3 separate regions of the Mus musculus genome follow, and all the other regions are linked to region 3. The links are chromatin contacts, called in public promoter capture Hi-C maps. All regions are on one chromosome and are shown on one strand. Each heading gives the region's core, a stretch centred on a gene start, on an enhancer-like site or on the middle of the called end of the contact. The rest is flanking DNA. Distances are from core to core; before and after follow the strand shown.

The links. Promoter capture Hi-C pulls out the DNA fragments that hold promoters and counts their contacts.
Region 1: a contact with region 3 is called in a promoter capture Hi-C map of erythroid cells, with 11 times the contacts expected there. The contact joins the promoter of Zw10 here to the promoter of Sik2 in region 3. A contact is called at or near these places in 3 of 39 promoter capture datasets (erythroid cells, liver and pre-B cells) and 1 of 484 Hi-C or Micro-C datasets (CD4 T cells).
Region 2: a contact with region 3 is called in a promoter capture Hi-C map of liver, with 3 times the contacts expected there. The contact joins the promoter of Rdx here to the promoter of Sik2 in region 3. A contact is called at or near these places in 10 of 39 promoter capture datasets (the 3T3-L1 cell line, the HPC-7 cell line, cranial neural crest and 6 more) and 2 of 484 Hi-C or Micro-C datasets (both in embryonic stem cells).

What each region holds. Positions count from the first base shown.
Region 1 is chr9:49,053,783-49,056,922 of GRCm38.p6, reverse strand. Zw10 (zw10 kinetochore protein) reads right to left here and starts at 1,342. Exons shown (of 16, transcript NM_012039.2): 1 at 1,136-1,342. The coding sequence starts at 1,240.
Region 2 is chr9:52,046,013-52,049,530 of GRCm38.p6, reverse strand. Rdx (radixin) reads right to left here and starts at 1,590. Exons shown (of 14, transcript NM_009041.3): 1 at 1,099-1,590. It also overlaps the pseudogene Gm6981.
Region 3 is chr9:51,007,183-51,010,611 of GRCm38.p6, reverse strand. Sik2 (salt inducible kinase 2) reads left to right here and starts at 1,539. Exons shown (of 16, transcript NM_178710.3): 1 at 1,539-1,871. The coding sequence starts at 1,737.

The DNA of each region.
Region 1 (3,140 bases), core at 93-2,592, 2.0 Mb after region 3:
TACTTCAGCAGTTACAAAGCATCCCAGTACAAAAGAGAAGACTCAGGAGAAAAGTCAGGCATTTGTTTTATGCAGGAGGCTACAACTGAGATGGAAGAGGTGTGTGTGTGTGTATGTGTGTGTGTGTGTGTGTGTGTAGAAATACATTTAAAGTGGTAAAAAGCTGGAGGTGCAAGGACTATGCCTGCTTGAGGCACAGAAAGTAGTTCTCAGTTGACTGAAGATTCAAACTTATGTATGAAACAAATACTAGTGCAATGTCCTCATCCTAGATCATTAAAAAACAAAAAACCGTAAGCCACACTACAGAAATGCCAGTGGCATGAATACATAAAATTAAGAACTCTAACATCAAAAATTGTTAGGAGCGGGTGGGATGGTGGAGACCTTCCATTTCAGCACTCGGGAGGCAGAGGCAGGCGAATTTCTGTGAGTTCGACACCAGCCAGTTCTACAAAGCTTGAATCCAGGACAACGAGGGCTATTACACGGAGAAACCCTGTCTAGGAAAAAAAAAAGAAAAGAAAAGAAAGAAAGAAAAAAAGAAGAAGAAGAAAGTTGTTAGGTAGCGCCTACCAAGTCCAGACTTAGTGAGGTACACGTCATTTTCAAAGAAAGCCACTGAAGACCTGGCTTGCCAGGTAGCACTAATACGAAGTAAAACTATGGCTGTGAGTTGCATATTCATGCCGGTACCAGCTCATCAGCCCTCAGCATGCCTCAAGTTCCGTGCGTGAAGTAATACTTTTATAAACATATTCAACCAGTTAAAAGAAAATCCGAGGAGAACGACGCGACTTTCCTAGAATTATTACATCCATCCATAAATGAAGGAGTGGGTAGAGATGACAGATAGGGCGGCTGTCCTGTCCTAAGTGGACATCCGGGCTTCCAGTCCCACCTCCGGCTCCGCAGGTTTCTTCAGTCTTCTCCATCAGCGGCTCACTTTTGCCCAACTTGGCCCCACTCCCCACCACTAAACAGCCACGGCCTTTCCTCCTCACAATCCCAGGCCCTGGTCTCCAACCGCTCTGCGGCCGTGCTCCAAACAGCCCCCCAACACTTCTGAGCCTCCAACTCAGGAGGCTCCGCACCCGGCTCTCCCCAGCGGCAGCAGCCTGTGGCCCGCCCTCACCTTGATCTCCTCCACCCGCCGGGTCAGGCGGCTGATCCTGGTGCCCAGATCCTCCTTCTCCAGGCTCCCCGAGTGGGCCAAGACTTCTGTCACGAAAGAGGCCATCGCCACGAAGCGTACCCACACAAACAGGATAGGTCAACCCCGCTGCCAGCGCCGCAGCTCCGGTCCCGCCAGCGGCCTCACCGCAGGGCCTGCCGGGAAACTGAGTTCTACGGGGTCCGGCGCTCGCGCACAGGAGAGGGTCACACTACAGTTCCCAGGAGGCCTCGCGCCGTCAGGCGTCCGCTGTTTCAGTGGCGTCTAGAAGGCACCAAAGTGCGCAGGCGTCATCTGCTCCCTACAGGTTTTCAAACGCCAGTCTGTTCCCGCCGGTTTTTTTCTTCTTGTATTTTGGGTAGGGTTGGGTTGGTTTCGCTAGAAACTGCGGAATGTTTCAGGTAATAATCCTTTATGGCCCTCCCTATACTCAGTAATCTCAGGTTTTCCTGTGAGATTATCTAGCTCGATACTTACAGAATCATCTCGATCTTTTTTGTTATTCATTCATTGGGCTCAGCAGCTAAGTCTACCCGAATTTTGCCCTCTGGAATTGTGCGAGAGAGTGACATAAGTGAAAGGATCCCCACAATTGCACCTTTCTAATAGTGTTTGTTAATAGTGCCTCATATTAAGTATATTGATACATGGATATGGTACAAATTTATACTTAGTGTAACGGTCCTGTAAGTGCTACAGACATTCTTTTATAAAACCTTCTTTCTAAGATACGTATGAATGTTTTGGCTGTGTCCATGGAAGTCAGAAGCAGGCAAGTAAGTCCAGTCCCTGAAACTGGACTTACAGATGACATGAGCCACCATGTGGATGCTGGGAATTGAGTCCTGGTCCTGAGTAAGGGCAACGAGTGCTTCTAGCCACCGGGCAATCCCCTAGAACAAGATTCTTATCACTTCCTATCAGAGATTACAAATAAATTTCACCAAAGGCTTTTTATCGTTGTTTAATTTTAAAGTTTTCAGTGATTTTTTTGGCTCTGTTTTGAGACGTGGTTTCTGTAGCCCTGGAAGGCATCAAATTCATAGCTATCTTCCTGCCTCAGCCTCCTGTATACAGGAATTATACACTTATTCCACTATGTCCAGCTAGCCATAGCTTTTTAGAACTATTTCATTGTTGAAGGTCAAAAGAGTGTTCCGCGAAGATGAGATCACTCGTTCACTTTGCAAAACAGGCTGACCTGAAAGACAGCCACTGGGCATTATTACCAACGTGACACTCTTTGTAGGAGAGGGATGCGTGCTGTAAGAGCATCCTTGTCCCCTTTATACACTTTTTGTTACTTGACCAGCAGAGCAAGCAAGTGTTTTACATAGCCAAATGGAATGCCATTAGTGCAGCAATACCATAAAGTATAAAATTAACAGAGACAAGGGTGCAGATACAGGTAATTCAATCAGTAGGGATTTAGAACAGATGTTATCTGTCTCCAGCATCCTTCCTGGAGCAGGCAATAAAACCAATAAACAAGATGTTTATTATACAAATGTCATCTTTTCTCTTGCTAATTTACCCTTTGTCCTTTTTTATCGTTGATGGCAGGGAAAATTCTTGCACTGAGAGCTTGACCTTTAACATTCTTCAACTGAGAGATCACTTAGTAGTTAAGAGAACTAGCCTTGTGGAGGACCCGGGTTCCAGTCCTATGTGAGGCAGCTCAAAAACACCTGTAATTTCAATTCGAGGGAATCCAATGTCTTCATTCGACCTCTGAGGGTTCCTGTACATATATGATGCACATATATACACTGAGACACATACATATAAAAGAATTACTAAAAATAATAAAATCGTCTCATTATTGGTATGTATTGCATACTTGGAGATATTCACACAGTATAGTATGATCCTTTTTTTCTAAGAAAATAAAATAGAGGTGCAGGCCATACATGGTCACACACAACTTTGGATTCAAGCTTTCAGCACTGAGGAGGCAAAGACAGGC
Region 2 (3,518 bases), core at 341-2,840, 1.0 Mb before region 3:
TTTTGGCAAGCAGATTAAGCCATTATTTATGCAGCAAAATGAACAAGGCAATTGTTTATTCTGTGCTTCGTCACAGTCTTATAAGTATTCTATTAAAAAAAAAAAGATGCTCGGTCAACAATAGATTGCAGTGTCCAAGTATTCTTTTATCACATAAACCCTTGTTATCTTCGGCTTTTACATTTACATCATGCAAATCTTGGTGCCTCCGCACAGCCAACCGGGCATCTCCCTCACACCTCTTTTTACAAAATCTCAACTGTACTTTAAAAAAAAAAATTATAAACTTGACCTCTTAAAACACATTTCCAATGAATAACCACTCTTCTGGGGAGGGAGGAAAAAAAAACAAAACCACCCAGAATCCTGGCAACGTTTACAGAAACATCTGTGTAGGAACGGACTATTCAACTGAAATAACGCACTACTCCCTTTCAAACTTGGCTGGGCGATGGGAGTTTGGGAGCCCCGAAAGGCAGAAAAGCTGAGTTTCCTGGTGGGGTCTGCTCACTGTGCGCCAGGCGACTCCGCGGTGCGGGCAAGCCGGGGGGCCCGGAGGGCGCGGGCCGTGACTGCAGCCCCAGGTAAGGGCGGCCGGGAGCCCGGGCCTGGCCTCGCGGGCTTGCGCGGCGGGACCCGGCAACGCGACGGCCTTTCCGCGGCTCGCGCGTCCGCACGCTCTCTAGTAATCCAACACCCCGACTTTCAAACGGGAGGCCGGGGGAGAAGTTCTAGCCTCGCGGTCCCCGTCCCCGGGTTGCGAGAGAGCGTGCGACCTACGCTCCATGCGGCCCCCGAGGGCGCGCCGACCCGAGCCCCGGGCCCAGTCCACGGCGGCGGGAACCCGCACCGCCCGACGCACGGGGCGGCCAGGCCGACGGCGGACGGCGCGGCGGGAGACTCCGGGTAAGTGGCGTGGCTCAGCCGTTAACGACCACGGCGCCTCTAGGGCGGCCAGGCGCGAGTCCGTCTGTGAGGCGCGCCAGGCCCCGGGCCGCGGCGCCACAGCCCGGCAACTTCTGGCCGCCACCTCAGCGCCTCGGCGGGGAGAGCGGCCCCCGGGGCCTGGGACGGGGGAGCGCGCCGAGCAGGGCTTACCCCGAAAATGAGTGGCTCCTTCCCTGCCCGCCGCCGGCTGGCTGAGGCGCGGCTCGGCGGGGGCGTCGTGGCTGGCGGCGAACGAGCGGAGAGTCGGCGGTGCGAGCCCTGAGCCGCCTGAGAGAAGACGCGCCGCAGCCGCCGCAGACAGCTCGGCAATATGGCCGCCCGGCGCCTCCTCGGGGGGGAAGGCGGGGCCGCCCTGCGCCCCCTCCTCCCGCGGGCCGCCAGTGGCGGGGCGAGGCCGGGGCTCGAGCGCCAACCCCGCGAGCGTGTCTCCCGGCCGCCCCGGGCGGAATCGAGTGGGCCTCAGCCGGGGGTTGGGGGGAGAATACGCGCTGCGGGGCCTTCGCGAAGCTTTCCCCGCGGGACGAGGACGCCGCGGGCCAGCCCGAGTCCGAAGCCCGCAGTGAACGAAGCGGAGCCGCGCGGCCCGAAGCTCGCCGCGCGCCCGCCGCCTGCCCCCGCCCCGCGAGTGGAAACTTGAAACTCCCGCTGGTGCCAGGGAACTCACGGAGGGCGTTTCCAGCGCCCCCGAGGTGGAGCTGTTCCCGGGAGGAGGGGGGATCCCCTCGGCAGCCGCTCCAGGGTGCAGTTCGGTGCTAGGCTGCAGGATCCCGGGCTAGGAGAGGGAAGTGGGCCCAGTGTTTACAACAAAAAGAACATTAATGTGTGCAGGTTTTTAACCAGCTAGAAAGGCTGGTTGGTTTTAAATTTTGCAGTGTTTTTAACTTCCCTCAAAACGCCAGTGGGTATGACCCTATAATGCGATCAGGTTTTTTGTTCTTGTTGTTAGCAGGGATACTCCTTCCTTGGCGGTTAGAAGGAGTAGGCTGAGAAAGGAAAAAAAAAGTTGGAAGTAGGGCCCAAAGAGCAGCCAAACCTAAATTATTCTAGACTTGGAAAAAGTTACCAGTCTGACCATAGTCTCACTGTATCCACTCGCTAGAGAGAGAGACCGAGGCTGCGTTCTGGTGGGGTTACCTCGGTGCTGCCTGCCCTCAGTACTTTCTGCTGGGATTTAGAGTAACACTTGGTGCCACTTGTACACACAGCAATGGTTCAATCCTTACCTGCCTACCGCGTTCCGTTTACTCAATACCTCTTTCGTAAACGAACTGTCAATACAAATATAACGCGAATGTACGTAATTCTTACAGGACAAATACGCCATCTTTAGGGAAGCCTTAGACTTGCCTTTCCTGAGACAGTAGCTCTTCCAGGGACTCTGCAGATCCTTTCTCTGAGCTTCCTCCTCAGTGAGCTACCACCTTCACCCTCAAGAGACCTCACTAAACAATTAAAAAGCCCCCAGAGACTCCAGGTTAATCTCAGAAGTCTTTAGATTGCAAATTCCTCAAGGATGGGAACCAGCTGTGTGCTTTGTAGCCAAAACAGGTTTAGGTGGTTCTCTGAGACCACCAACTGAATACTTGTGGACCCTCTCCCCACGGGTGCAACAAAGATAGGGACAGTAAAAATGTCATGGGAGTCCCAAGTAGTACACTAATCAAACTAAAGTCGGAAGTCGGTGGTACACTTTGCAACTGAAAACGAAGCATTCATTCGTGGTCTTATGTTCAGAACAGTGAAGTGCTTTCACATGACTGCCTTGTTTAATGATTACAACAACCCTGGGCTCAAGGTAAAAGCTATTATTGGCATTAAAAGAAGCTAATGAATAAAGGGGAGCTTCAAAAAAGTTAGTTGTCAGTATAACCTGGCTAGGAAATGGCAGAGCCATGGCCAACCCCAAAGGCATGTTTGACTCAAAAGTCTGAATCTAAGAGCTCTGATCTTATCCTATGTCCTGCAGTAGCAGATGCAACCCAAGTTGTAGCATTTCAGTTGCCATCATATTCGTAAATATTTAAGTAAAAGATAGTATTCAAGCTGCTAAGATAAAAAGGGTACTCTCAAACATTGTGGATGGGAAAATGGAAACAGAGACAAATATTTAAAAAGCAGTTTGGTGGGAGAGTCAGTCGTTCAGAGGGTCCACAGCTCAGAACACATCTGAAGAAAATACTCTGGAATAGACTAAAAACTCCATCACAGTAATACCTATTAGATACAAAATCAAAGAGGAAACACACATACCGTTGCTTTATTTTGATCTTCACATCAGATATTAGCACTTTTAAATGAAGTATTGAATATTCAATCAAAATATCCCAAAGCCTTCAATGCTGTGGTGTTGGTATGTGTGCCTCCTGGTGCTGAGAACTGAATTTCCTTGCTGAGCACCTAAATGCTCTTCCACTACCCAAAGCCTAATCCCAAACAGTTCAGCTTCAGGGGAGGAAAGAACCATACGTACTTCCTAAAACAGTCTTGTTCTTGAAAGATACCTGATATTATTCAATAGATGTCAAGATATATTTTTAAATAGCATATAAGATGTTTTAAAATCATAGTCA
Region 3 (3,429 bases), core at 290-2,789:
CTTGCCTAGCATGGGTACCGTTCTGAGTTTGAGTTTCCTGAATGAGATGGGGAGGGCATAGACATTTAAGGGGGCTTATCACATATACAATATTTCTGAGAACCTGTCTAAAAAAAAAAGTAAAGTGACAAAATGAAGTATGAGCTCCTTCTAAGATTTTAATGTAGGCTGGGAATGGTGACACCTGCCTTTAATCTCAGCACTCAAGAGACTGCCTAGTCTACATGGCAAGTTACAGGCTATCTAGGGCTACATAGTGAGATGATGTTTCAAAAACAAAAAAAAAAACAACAGTCCCAAAACAATAAAACACTAGGGCCTAAGAGATGGCTCATTGGCTAAAGTTACCTACAGCAACCACCCCTAGGACTCACAGAGTGGAAGGTGAGAACCAACTCCCACATCCTGTCCTCTGACTTCTTACACAAAATAAAAAGTAATGTGTGTTATAGTGTATTTCCAAAATTGTTGGTTTTTGATACTTAGATTGGCTCAGATTTGGCACTGGTGGGCCCCTTCAAGCTGGCTTCTGACATATTCTTCCTGTTGTATACAAGGAATCCCCTGGTTTACTCATATTAGATCTTTCAAGAGCATCTTATACTTGCCCCCGCTGTCATTACTCCCAAACGAGTTGCGTTTCTTTTAATGGACAATGGGTACCCAGGAACCAAGGTCTGGACACACATAATATATTTCAAGATATTAAAATGTTGTGTTTACTTAGGTCACCATATGGAAGACTGGTGTGATGGGTTATAATTAGAACTCTAGCATTACCTGTGTGACGTTGGCAACTCCCTTCATTCTGGCAGCCTGCTGCGTCATCTGGAAACAAATCGGATTAGATACTTTTTAACCGTTTACAAGTTCCCAAAGCGTTTTAGGATAATACCGGGTCACCTCTCCACAGAGACATGCTCAACTAACATGCTCAACCTACATTTCAGAGGTTCCAGACTCCGAAGCCCATTAGCAATTCCAAATTCCGGGCTTAATCATCTCTGGGGTCTCTTTAGCGCTGACATTTTTTTTTTTTTTCTGCAAGTGACCGACTGCTGTGAGTAGGAATTTAGACGTCAAAAAGTGGAGAGACTTATTTAGTACTGACAAGGGAGCTAAAATGAACACAAAGAAAAGAGGCTGTGAGCAATGCATTGCTCAGCCACGGTGCTCCTCGGGCTCCAAATTTAGCGCTGCAGTCCGCTGAAGAAGAGGTTTTGGCGGGAAGGGCTGCCCCGGCGGAGAGCGCCCGCCAGGCGACCCTCCAGGAGACTGGCCCAGTGCATCCTCCGCACGGCCCACCAGGGCTCGCTCTTGCGCTTCTGCTGGAAGGCAGGAGGAGCGGGGCGGGGCGGACGGCGACCCCGCCCCCGGCCGCGACGCCCTCCTCAGCCTTCTCAGGCCTCGCCGCGGCCGGAAGCCTCGTGCCCGCCCGACCCGCGCACCGCCCCTCCCTCCCGCCCCCGACGTCGGCGCGGCTGCGGTAGCCATGGTGACCGGTGGAGGCCCGCCCCCGCCCCCTGCCCCGGCCCCCTGACGTCGGCTCACGTCAGCGCCGGCGCGCGCCTGGCTGGGCCCTGTGGGGCGGGAGGGAAGCAGCGCCGGAGCGAGAGCCGCGGCCGTCGCCCAGAGCCCAGGCGCGCCGCCCGACGCCCTCCTGCCCGCTCCGTGCCGCTTCTTGCCGGCCAGTTCGTTCGCGTTCCCGTCGCCGTGTCCTGCAGCGGGGGCCAAGCATGGTCATGGCGGATGGCCCGAGGCACTTGCAGCGCGGGCCAGTCCGGGTGGGGTTCTACGACATCGAGGGCACGCTGGGCAAGGGCAACTTTGCCGTGGTGAAGCTGGGGCGGCACCGGATCACCAAGACGGAGGTGCGGCCCCGGGGTTCGGCGGGAGCGTGGCGCGGTTGCGCCCCGGGCGGGGGACGGCGGGCCTGGCACTGCGGGGACCGCGGGGTGCAGGTCGAGTGTGTGTGGGGTGTCCCCGGGAAGCCACACAGGCTTCCGTCCCGACTCTCCCACCCGGGAACCTGGTCTGTGGCCTCGGCTCCTGAGCACAAGTTCCGCGTCTTCCCGGCTTTCGGCTGGGGGTGGGGTGGGAGGGGAAGTCTCTGTGCTCCGGGGCCGCGCGGGGACCAACGTCGCCGGCCGGAGAAAGGGGACCAGCAGCTCCCAGGCTCGGCGGACGCGGAGCGCGGCCCGGACCAAGCCCTCCTCTTCTGCCCGGCGAGGAGGGGGTGACGCGGACCGGACTGGTGCGGACGGGCCGCTGTCCATCTTCTCTGGGCCCGCAGGGTCTCTGAAACGGTTCTTTGGCTGGCTTGATCACTTGCAGGAGGTATAGCAAATACACCAGACAATAGAGCTGGTTAAAAATGGTCATCTCAGCTCTGCACCGTTCTCTGGGGTTGTCCCTTTACCAGGTGTGCATGCTGGCTGCGAGCACGCATTCCTTAAGCCACATCAGATGGACTGTACTCAGCTCTCGACAGCGTCCTGACATTGACTCTCCAGCATCCTCCCTCCGTGCACTGTACATATTTTCTCCCCAAGTCTGCGTTCTTACCTAGCCCACCCTCTTCCTTCCATTGCCTCAAGCTGCTCTCCTCGGGGTCTCTATTTTAAGACGTGCAAATTAAATACCTTGGAAAAAAAACGATCGAAACAAAACCATTTCTTAGTCTACAACCTAGTGGTTTTGACGTACTCTATTCTGCCTTGTGATTGCCACTTGAGTTTCACCGATTTTCAGTTTCTCTCCCCAGTTTTCATCCTTTTCGGGTTTTTTTCCTACTATGTTCTTAAGAACGTTCTAATCTTTGACTATAGGACCTCCACCCCCACCCCCTGCCCAGGATGACTTACGCTTATGTAAGGTAAAGGGCATTTAAAAGCCTTACTGTTTTCTTAGCAGTTGTACTTAAAAGTTTTGCTTCATGTCCATTTCCATAAAGAAGGAGGACATGTCTAACATGTCTTCACTTTTTGTTTTGCCTCACAAATCCCTGACACACCACTTAAATCTTTCTTCTTTAGGGCATCAGTACCAAGGTCAAAATTTTTCCTTTCACAAATTTACCAGTGTTATGAATCTAGATTGCTATAATGATAAGTATATTGACATTACCAAACTTTTGCATAGCTGAATTTGACCCCAGCATTTTTGTAATGATTAAAGTGTTTCGTTTTTATAAAGAGTTATGGCCAAATGTCATACCTTTACCTCGACGTTAAATTAAAAGGAAGTATCTTAAATGGGTGTATTTATGAGTCCTTTTCAATGACTGCCAAAAATAGCACATTACAGAGAGAGTCTGAACTTTTTGGTTACATTGTTGTGTGGTTGGATAACAAATCCATCCACACGATTTTTCTTATTAGCAATAGTTAGTGGTCAGTTGTTGTCAGATAGAGTTTAGTTAAAGTTGTA